3 separate regions of the Mus musculus genome follow, and regions 1 and 2 are each linked to region 3. A link is a contact called in public Hi-C and HiChIP or PLAC-seq data. All regions are on one chromosome and are shown on one strand. The core of a region is the stretch at or near the end of the contact, and the rest is flanking DNA. Distances in the headings are between cores, read along the strand shown. Region 1 overlaps Ylpm1 (YLP motif containing 1). Region 2 has its middle 14 kb from the start of Ltbp2. Region 3 holds the start of Fcf1 (FCF1 rRNA processing protein).

The links. A called contact is a pair of places that touch in the nucleus more often than the background predicts. HiChIP or PLAC-seq counts read pairs in DNA pulled down with a chosen protein or histone mark.
Region 1: an H3K27ac HiChIP or PLAC-seq map of extraembryonic endoderm stem cells shows a contact between it and region 3. The contact joins the enhancer-like site here to the promoter of Fcf1 in region 3. A contact is called at or near these places in 15 of 39 promoter capture datasets (the 3T3-L1 cell line, 3T3-L1-derived adipocytes, the SN4741 cell line and 9 more), 7 of 484 Hi-C or Micro-C datasets (Sertoli cells, bone marrow-derived macrophages, liver and 2 more), 7 of 115 datasets of contacts at active chromatin or transcription factors (the SCID.adh cell line, bone marrow-derived macrophages, embryonic stem cells and 2 more) and 3 of 9 other capture datasets (adipose tissue, liver and pancreatic islet).
Region 2: a Hi-C map of olfactory sensory neurons shows a contact between it and region 3, with 2.0 times the contacts expected there. The contact joins the enhancer-like site here to the promoter of Fcf1 in region 3. A contact is called at or near these places in 17 of 39 promoter capture datasets (the 3T3-L1 cell line, 3T3-L1-derived adipocytes, the HPC-7 cell line and 12 more), 6 of 484 Hi-C or Micro-C datasets (the F1.1 cell line, embryonic fibroblasts, forebrain and 1 more), 9 of 115 datasets of contacts at active chromatin or transcription factors (the 230-238 cell line, the NIH/3T3 cell line, the SCID.adh cell line and 4 more) and 1 of 9 other capture datasets (adipose tissue).

What each region holds. Positions count from the first base shown.
Region 1 is chr12:85,049,997-85,052,944 of GRCm38.p6, forward strand. It overlaps Ylpm1 (YLP motif containing 1), which reads left to right. Exons shown (of 21, transcript NM_178363.4): 15 at 1-31; 16 at 293-376. Among named protein-coding and RNA genes, the nearest start is that of Prox2, 46 kb to the right of the region's middle. Within about 2 kb of position 1,330, at least 76 of the 459 cell types and tissues checked have an H3K27ac peak or open chromatin away from gene starts, as enhancers often do. A contact at or near this core is called in the SN4741 cell line, extraembryonic endoderm stem cells, pancreatic cancer cells and 1 more, where this site is marked.
Region 2 is chr12:84,889,069-84,891,912 of GRCm38.p6, forward strand. No RefSeq gene overlaps it. Among named protein-coding and RNA genes, the nearest start is that of Ltbp2, 14 kb to the left of the region's middle. Within about 2 kb of position 1,328, at least 16 of the 459 cell types and tissues checked have an H3K27ac peak or open chromatin away from gene starts, as enhancers often do. A contact at or near this core is called in olfactory sensory neurons, where this site is marked.
Region 3 is chr12:84,969,351-84,972,253 of GRCm38.p6, forward strand. It overlaps Fcf1 (FCF1 rRNA processing protein), which reads left to right and starts at 1,580. Exons shown (of 8, transcript NM_028632.2): 1 at 1,580-1,615; 2 at 1,865-1,932. The coding sequence starts at 1,613. It overlaps Arel1 (apoptosis resistant E3 ubiquitin protein ligase 1), which reads right to left and starts at 1,499. Exons shown (of 20, transcript NM_178065.5): 1 at 1,279-1,499.

The DNA.
Region 1 (2,948 bases), core at 80-2,579, 80 kb after region 3:
TCATGGAAGAAAGCTTAAAGAAATAAACAAGGTGATTTTTAGAAACATGGTATGCTGGAGAATCCCAGACATCATTCTTTCAGCACTAGTAATGCTGTCTTAAGTCGCTCAGAAATCTTTCTGCCTGCTTTAATAAATGTTCTCCTTTCTGTCTTATAAGTGGAAAGGGATGCCTAGCTCTTCTTAAAGCTAGTCTGTTAAAGTTATAGCATTAGTTGTGTTTCTCTTGACACTCTCCTTAGTCTTTATTGGAGTAGTTGTCAGAGTTAACTTGTTCTGAACATCTCAATAGATGGCTGAACACTGGGAAGTTGCACCTCGTCACATGATGCGTCTAGACATCCGCTCCCTGCTACAAGATGCTGCGATTGAAGAAGTGAGTATACTCTGCCTCAGGGCAGTGCAGATAAGCAACACCTTCTTCACTGTGAAAATCTGAAACTTCCAGAAAAGTTACATGAGCACTTACATACCTTTAAATAATCTCAACCAATTCAGGTGTTAATATTTCCACACATTTTAATAAACACCTTATAAATACTTAGTAACATTATTTCATACCATTACTATACAATCATATGAGAATTGTGTTGAAAAACCTCATAACCCATCAGTCCGGAATATGTTGTTGATGGCTATCTTCTAAGAACAAGGACATTCTCTAATAAATCCATTTAATTATAAAATTTAAGGTAAGCATTAGCTGGGCTAATGGCACACACTTTTAGTCCCCCAAAGGCTGACAGATCTGAGTGAGTTCAAGGCCAGCCTGGTCTACAAAATGAGTTCTAGGACAGCCAGGGCTTATAGACCTGTCTCAAAAAAACAAAAAGGAAAAAAAAAAGTTTACATTGATATGATACTATAAATTAAATTCTTTTGTGTTTTTATTTACTTAACCTTCTCTTCCCACACCCCCTAGGCACCTCTTTGATTCAGTCCTTGAGCAGATCGATCACCACCACCCCCCACCCCCGTTTCGACATCAATCTGCCCCACCTGTCTTACACCTCCTTGTCTAGGACTAATCTGTTCCTTCTCTCTCTCTCTCCTCTCTCCTCTCTCCTCTCTCTTACTTTCAGTTTGCTCTGTCCTAAAGGATCAGACACAGGGAAGTAGCAATTGATATCCTCTGGCCAAGACCACCCACCGCTTGGTGTGGGTGGAAGGCCTCCAACCCTCTGTCTGATCCCTGACAGATAACCCCCTATCTTTTATTCTTCTTGAAAACAAAAGAAAAAAGAAAAAGCCCTGTTACACATTGACTAGTAATGTCATTAGGGCTGTTGGCAGTTTCTCTAAAATTTGCAGGGCTGACTCACAGCTGGGACTTTGGGGAATTCCCTGTGACACCTCTCTCTGACCTCAGCGTTTCAAAAAACGCTCTATATCATGGGAAACTAGGAGATTGGGGAGGGGCAAAAACAAAACAAAAAAAGCCACCTGATTGCTTCCTCAATCGTGGCAGGTCATTTCGGCCTCACCCAATCTACCCCTCCCTCCTGCTGTGGATCTGGAGATCCTGGCAATTCTGGTTAATATCCACCCAACCCGGGCTGGATTCCTCCTCCAAAGTCAGATTGCCATCTTAAAGAGGGAATTTTCTCCACGGGAGCCCAACAGGGCACCCCAGCCAGCAGGGTCTAACCATCAGGTGCACCTCTGTGTGCCCTTCACGTCTGGGACAGAATGCAGCTCTCAAGAGCCCACCCCTGCCAGCCGACCCCTGCCAGACCGCTCCTGCCACCCCTGGAGGGAGGAGAGAGGGCTGTGGAGGCGATGGTAAAGGGGAGGGGATGACAGATGAAGGGGGAATGTAAGACTCGGGGGAAACGGGAGAGAAAATTCTGCCAGGATAAATCCTCCAGGCCAATTGGACAGAGTACACATGTTTATTTTTGTTAAAATGTTTTTTGGTTTTTCCCTAATATTGGGAATAACTCAGTATTAAAGTTCCCTGTATGGGAAATGTTTGTTTTTGATTGTTTGTTTTTTCTTAATAGTGTCAATGGTTCTTCTATGGAAGAAAAAATTTAGGGCGAGCTAAACTTACTAGTATAAAACACAACATAATCAAGGCATAAAGTACTAAGCCAGTGCTGTTTATATTTCCAAAGGTATTTATTAGTCATTCATTCATTGTATGGATGATTCTTATTGGCTGATTCAGATGTAGATACCTTAAAGAAAATGTTTGATGAAATAAAAAGGAATATTGCATTGTTGGGGATTGTAGATTGTTGCTAAAGAAATACAGGGAGGGAGGGAGTTCTGTTAATGACCCAGGATCTAGGATAGGTCTGTGAGGAATCCAACCACGGAAGGCACAGATTAAGATTGAGATTGTTTACAAACTCTTGGTGACTTTCAAAAGTTACCGGGAGATAATAACTAGCTGCAGCTCACTCTTGGATTAGCTACCCAAACGCTAAGTCATTTATATTCAAACCTTACAAGGTGATTAAACAGTCCAAGAACATTATTGGCTGAGGCTGAAGGAGAATTGGCTCTGGTGGAGACATTATAGGAAGGAGGCACATGTGGATCGCTTGGGTCCCAGCTGAATGGAACTTTAGTTATCCTGCCTGCTACTCGTTCTCCCACAGTGATTCTTATACACAAAGAAGATGATATCTCAGAATGGGTGCTTTTAGCAAGTAAGTAGTAAAAAATTAAAACCATATATAAGAAGGGTTTCTAAATTAATTATTAAAGAAGAAGGAGAAGGAAGAAGGAAGAAGAAGGAGGAGGTGGAAAAGGAGGAAGAAGAAGAAGAAGAAGAAGAAGAGGAGGAGGAGGAGGAGGAAGAAAGGGGCTGGAGAGATGGCTCAGTGATTAAGAGCACTGCTGCTCTTCTAAAGTTTCTTGAGTTCAATTCCCAGCAACCACACAGTGGCTCACAGCCATCTGTAATGGGATCTGATGCCCTCTTCTGGTGTGCAGCAGAG
Region 2 (2,844 bases), core at 78-2,577, 81 kb before region 3:
GGGGTGGGTCAGGGTGGGGGTTACAGAAAAGGGAAATCCTAGTTCATTAGTGGTTAAAAAATGAACTAGCTGCTGGGCATGGTAGCATATACCTTTAATTCCAGTACTCTGAGGCAGAAGCAGGCAGATCTCTGTGAGTTCAAGGCCAACCTGGTCTATATAGTGAGATCTTGTTTCTTAAAAAAATAAAAAATAACACTGAAACCTGCCAAAGGATCTGGTAAAGATCTGGTACCTTGTTTTACTGCCTCCAGGTCTAAGAACCGAGAGAGTGACTGTGTTCTCCAAACTGTTGGGATGCAATGGAATTTTTACCCTATTATACCGAATTTTGAGTGGCAGCTACAACCCCGAGACAAGTCTAAGGGGAGGTGGCCAAATGGAGGTTAATGCAACCCAGAGGAAGGCCTGAGAGGCCTGAGGAGAAAGCTGTTCATGAGAAGATTCTGACTACACACAGGAATCTATGGGACTGTGGGCAAGAGAACAAGTCCTTGTAGTTAGTGACAGATCCCTTGTTTAGCCTGCTTGAGGTCAGGGCTCAAGCCCCAGCACTTAACACAAATTAGCCGGGCAGTGATGGCACACACTGAGTACAAGGCCAGCCTGGTCTACAGAGTGGATTCCAGGATAGCCAGGGCTACACAGAGAAACCCTGTGTCGAAAAACCAAAACAAACAATAACAACAACAAAAACAACAACAAACCCCACAAGTTTATTCTTGTTTATGTCCCCACAAGCTTCAGGGACCTGAATCTTACCACTTATAGAGTCCCAATATTTTACAGAGATTCTTCTTCTGTATGTGGAAAGGTGGAGCCTCAGCAGAGCCTTACAATGAAGAAAGAGTTGAGGAGTCAGGGAACCAGCAGCCCTCCCCACCACTCACCCCGTAATGCTCCACTCCCAACGGACAGGCTGCTCTCTGCTGCCTTCTCTGCTGTTTCCTCAAAGGAGTCCCAGATGACGGCACCCTCACTGCCACCTGTGCCAGCTACTCTTCCTGTGCTGTGACCAAATATTTAGACAACAGCAACTTAAAAGGAGAGAGGCTTTCTTGTGGCTCATAGTTTAAAGGTAGGAGAGTCAAGGTGGCAGGCATTTGCAGCATCTGGTCCCCTTTGCATCTGAAATCAGGAGGCAAGGAACTTGCTTGTGCTCATCCTTCTATTTGGTCCGGGAGCCAAGCCCAGGAATGATGCTGACTTCCGTTAAGACAGGTCAGCCCACCTCAAATAACCTCCTCAGGATAATCCCTCGGAGGAGTTCCCCCAAACCAAAACCAATCTAAGTAATTCCTAAGAGGTGCGCCCGCCCGCAGCCTTGCCTCCTGGGGAATTCCAGGCCCTGTCAAACTGACAGTGACCACAAGCATCTCCAGCAGCACAGGCCAGCTGGAAGCTGTCTTTTCAACCTTTGAACCACAATCTGCAGCGGGAAGCGTGTCTTACGACACGGCTGGATACACGGGAACACACCAGAACTGAACCCGGGTGTCCTGCTCACTGGGAGGCACGCTCATGGTCTCCATTACCTCTCTTCTGTTTTGCATTTTAATGCCGGCCGTGATTCACTTCGGCGATTTCACAGCCCTCAGATGGATTGCAATGCTCAACTCAGCCCTGGAGTCCCAGACAGATGTCAGGAAGCTTGGGACAACCTCAAAGGCACGGTGTGGAGCAGCAGCCAGGATGGGCGATGTGTAGAACCCAAGAAGAAAGGCCCCAAAGCCCATCGAGCCAGAGAAAAGGGGAACAGTAGAGCATTTATGCTTCCACGTTTAGCAAGGCACCTTCTCTACGTGGTTTTCTTTGTGTTCACTGAGGGTAGCGTTGACGCTTATTGACTGGAACTGACTGAGAAAGATTTCAATTCGTGGATGATTGGCAGCTGTGTGACAGGAGCGAGGGCAGTAAGAGGTGTTCACGGTAAAAAGGCTCGTGACATTGCCCCTTATTCGTGGTGAGCTGAAGGCAGATGTATGAAAAAGCAACCAACCTGGCTGAGCTCAGTGTTGGGAGGGTGGCAGGTCTTGCCCGTGTCACACCAGCAGTCATGTGCTGGAAACAGGTGGAAATTGCCCAGGATGTGAAGGTCAACAAAGGAAAGGTCTTTCCCATGCTAGCTGGACAGGAGAAAACAAAGGAGAGGGGCAACAGGCTCATCTTTTCCCCATAACCTGTGTCTCAGAAGAAGCTGGAACTTAAGTGAGGGCTTCTCAGAGGAGGCTGAGATGGACGCCCCCTGATGGTAGGCATTAGAAAGGTGTCAAGGGAGCCTGTTGCAGTCACAAGAACCCAAGAGTTGCAAAGGCTCTGGGCAATCTTAGGGAGGCTGTCAGCTGCAACCTCCGGCAGGCCTTGAAGAGAGAGATGTTGAATAGGCAAAAGTGGGGCTTAATGACAGGCAGAAGGGATTGGTCCTTCTCTGGCTGGCCCACCAGAGCAGAACAAATGGCCACAAGTATTTGCAGACTGTAAACACCAGGAGGGACAGGGCTTGTCTGGATCTCCAGGGATCTGGCTAGAACTGATGGAAAAGGGCCCGGGGTAGGAAGGAAGCTGGAGCCTGGTATCCTCTATGATGACTGACCCAGACCATGGGGGAAACTCTGGGAGACGCCTGAATTTAGAAAACCTCACAGAGCCAAGAGCTAGACACCACCCCAGATAAAGATCCGGGGCCGGCTTGTGGTTCTGTAGGAGCACGGCACTTACAGAGCTCCCTTTGAAGCCCAGAGTCCAAAGCCTCAGACTGGCATTTCTGTTTGGACTCTACATGGTGCTATAAAACCATAGGAGAGCTGGCTCTACCTCCCAGGACCAGGGTGCATCTAGGGCACT
Region 3 (2,903 bases), core at 330-2,829:
GTGGTGTCTGGGTAATATAGGTGCTGTGATGATGAGCTTAGCTTTATACACAAAGAAACAGAGGCACCAACTGATGGCCCAAAGCAATGCAAATAAAGCAACTCAAGAGAGGGAGTGAACTGCAGCCAGTCAAACGCCCGAGTCCCATAACCAATGCACTGCCTCGCACTGTTACACCTCGAACACCTCTGAACCCAGTAACACTAGGTCAGTGTCATGCAGTAAGAAAATCACAAGCGAACCAAACTGACCTCTGAGCGTCTAGGGCACAGCTTCAACATCGGTAAAACAAAGGTATCAAAAGAGTCAACTAAGATGAAGTTCACATAGCCTACAAGTCTCATAAACTGCACATCCACTTCCAGGAAAGCTGTCCCTGGCCTTCCACAGACTCTCAAGGGGTAAAAGAAACCTCTCTCCGGATGGCTAAGAACAACTAGAATACATCCTAAAAGCAAAGACAAACAAGCAAACGGAAAACAAAACCAAACACTGCCCAGTTTCGCTTTCTCATTCCCACATATTCTCCCTCTCCCATTAAGGACTGCACACCAGGCTTCACAACGAAGAGCACTGTTCCCCATCACATTCCAGGCTTGCTAAGTAGTTGCACATATAAGCTTCTGCACCTGTTTTTCTTGTGATCGTCTAAAAAAGGCCACTGCGACTGGGATAATTGGCTCAATGAGTAAAATACCTGCTGACCAAGCAAGAAGCCCTGAGTTTGGTTTGCCCAGGATCTGGTTAGAAAACAAGCCGGGGAGTAGTGGGCTTGTCCACTCCAGCACCGGAGGGCAGGGATGGGAGTATCTCTGGGGCTTTTTGGTCAGTCAATCTAGCAAAAACCGGAGGTGGAGGTGTTTCCAGGTTGGGTAAGACAGACTGTTTTCTAAAAAGTGGAAGATAAAGACAAGCAGCTTCCTCTGGCTTCTGCTCTGAATTTCTGCTCTGATGCACCTGCACGCTCGTGCTCGTACACACACACGGGAAGAGAGAGAGAGAGAGAGAGAGAGATGCAGACAGACAGAGACGGAGGGAGAACATTGGGGGGGGATGTCCTCCATCGCTATTACATTCCTCTCTTTCCGAAGAATCTTACGCCCAGCCTCACAAGTTCCAAGCCGGCGAGGAAAACCAATCAATAACCAGAGCCTCAAGGCTGAACTACAGAGCCAAGGCTGAAATGATGTGCCAGAGGAAAACCAGAATGTACTGTCAAACTATGGGACGCCCAGGATTCCCGACCCCTCTGCCCTCGTCCCCTCTTCTCTCGCTCGCCTTCAGCAATTCTGGTGCCTACGGTCGGCTGGGCTCTGCCTCCGGCTGCGGCGTGAAGAAAAACGTTACCCGAACGGGGGCTGCAACGTGGCCAAGTCCTAGTTCTGGGGTCCGAGGAAGCAGCGGCCTCATCCAGCACAAATCCTACCCTCCACCCGCCCCCCAAAAAAATCTCCAGTGTCGATCTCCGCCAGCGTTAGGAGCCGGCTCGGAGCTTTTACGTTTCCCAAAGTAGCTTCCGCCTCCGGGTTGGCCTTTGCCGGAAAGAGCGTGAGGATGACGTAAAGTGTCGCGCTGCGAGCGATTCCGGAAGAAACAGGAGTGCGGCGTGAACATGGTGAGCGGAGTGGGAGAACTTTGTCAGAGAGTTTTGGGGAGCAAACGGGAGCTCAGCCTTTGGCCAGATATAGACTCGGTGCTTCCTTGTTTGTTTGTTTGTTTGTTTGTTTGTTTAATTCCATTCTGGCCTTAGTTCGAAGGGAGTAGGGAGGGGGACTGAGTGCTGTTTGGGGAGGGGCAAGAAAAATAGAAGAGAACTTTAAAAGATGTTTTCAGCTCTTTTTAACTCGAAAACTTCTGTTTCAAGGGGAAGCAAAAGAAAACAAGGAAATATGCGACTATGAAGCGAATGCTCAGTCTGAGAGACGAGCGACTGTGAGTGGTCAGAACCAACTGGTTTCTTAAACTGATCAGAACTACAGAAGTCACGATGGGCTAAGTAGAAACATCTGATGTACTGGTTTCTTAAACTGCAGAAGTCACGATGGGCTAAGTAGAAACATTTGATGTTTTTTTGTTTTGCTTATAATGTCTTAGGTCTGTGTTGCATGGAATTATAGTCACACATTCGGTGGGGCAGGGCATGGTATCGTTGTGGGAAAGCCGGTGAGGAGGTCATACCATGGCTGTCTTCAGGTCCTGCCACCCAAGTTTAAAAAGGACGATGGGAAAAGTCCAAGATAGTCCCATTTTATAAGTTGTAAGAATTCAGAACCTTGCCGGGCGGTGGTGGCACACGCCTTTAATCCCAGCACTCGGGAGGCAGAGGCAGGCGGATTTTTGAGTTCGAAGCCTGGTCTACAGAGTGAGTTCCAGGACAGCCAGGACTATACAGAGAAACCCTGTTTCGAAAAAAAAACAAACAAACAAACAAAAAAAGAATTCAGAACCTTCGAACATGCTAGTATGATATTCCCATTATAAAGAACACTCAAGGGGCTGGTGAGATGGCTCAGTGGGTAAGAGCACCTGACTGCTCTTCCGAAGGTCCAGAGTTCAAATCCCAGCAACCACATGGTGGCTCACAACCATCCGTAACGAGATCTGACTCCCTCTTCTGGTGTGTCTGAAGACAGCTACAGTGTACTTACATATAATAAATAAATAAATCTTTTAAAAAAAAAAAATAAAAATAAATAAAGAACACTCAACCAGTTTCTCTGTATCGGTAAGGACTGGGTAAACAGTTAATTTAATGAAGACTGGGCTTCTTCGTGTTTAAGATTTTCGGAACAAGAGAGTGGTCATTAGAACCTTCAGAATTATTATTCTCAGCTTCTGATGTGGGTTTTTATTTTATCTAACAATGTCCCACTGATCACTTCCTTGTGTTGAGTCTTTATTTT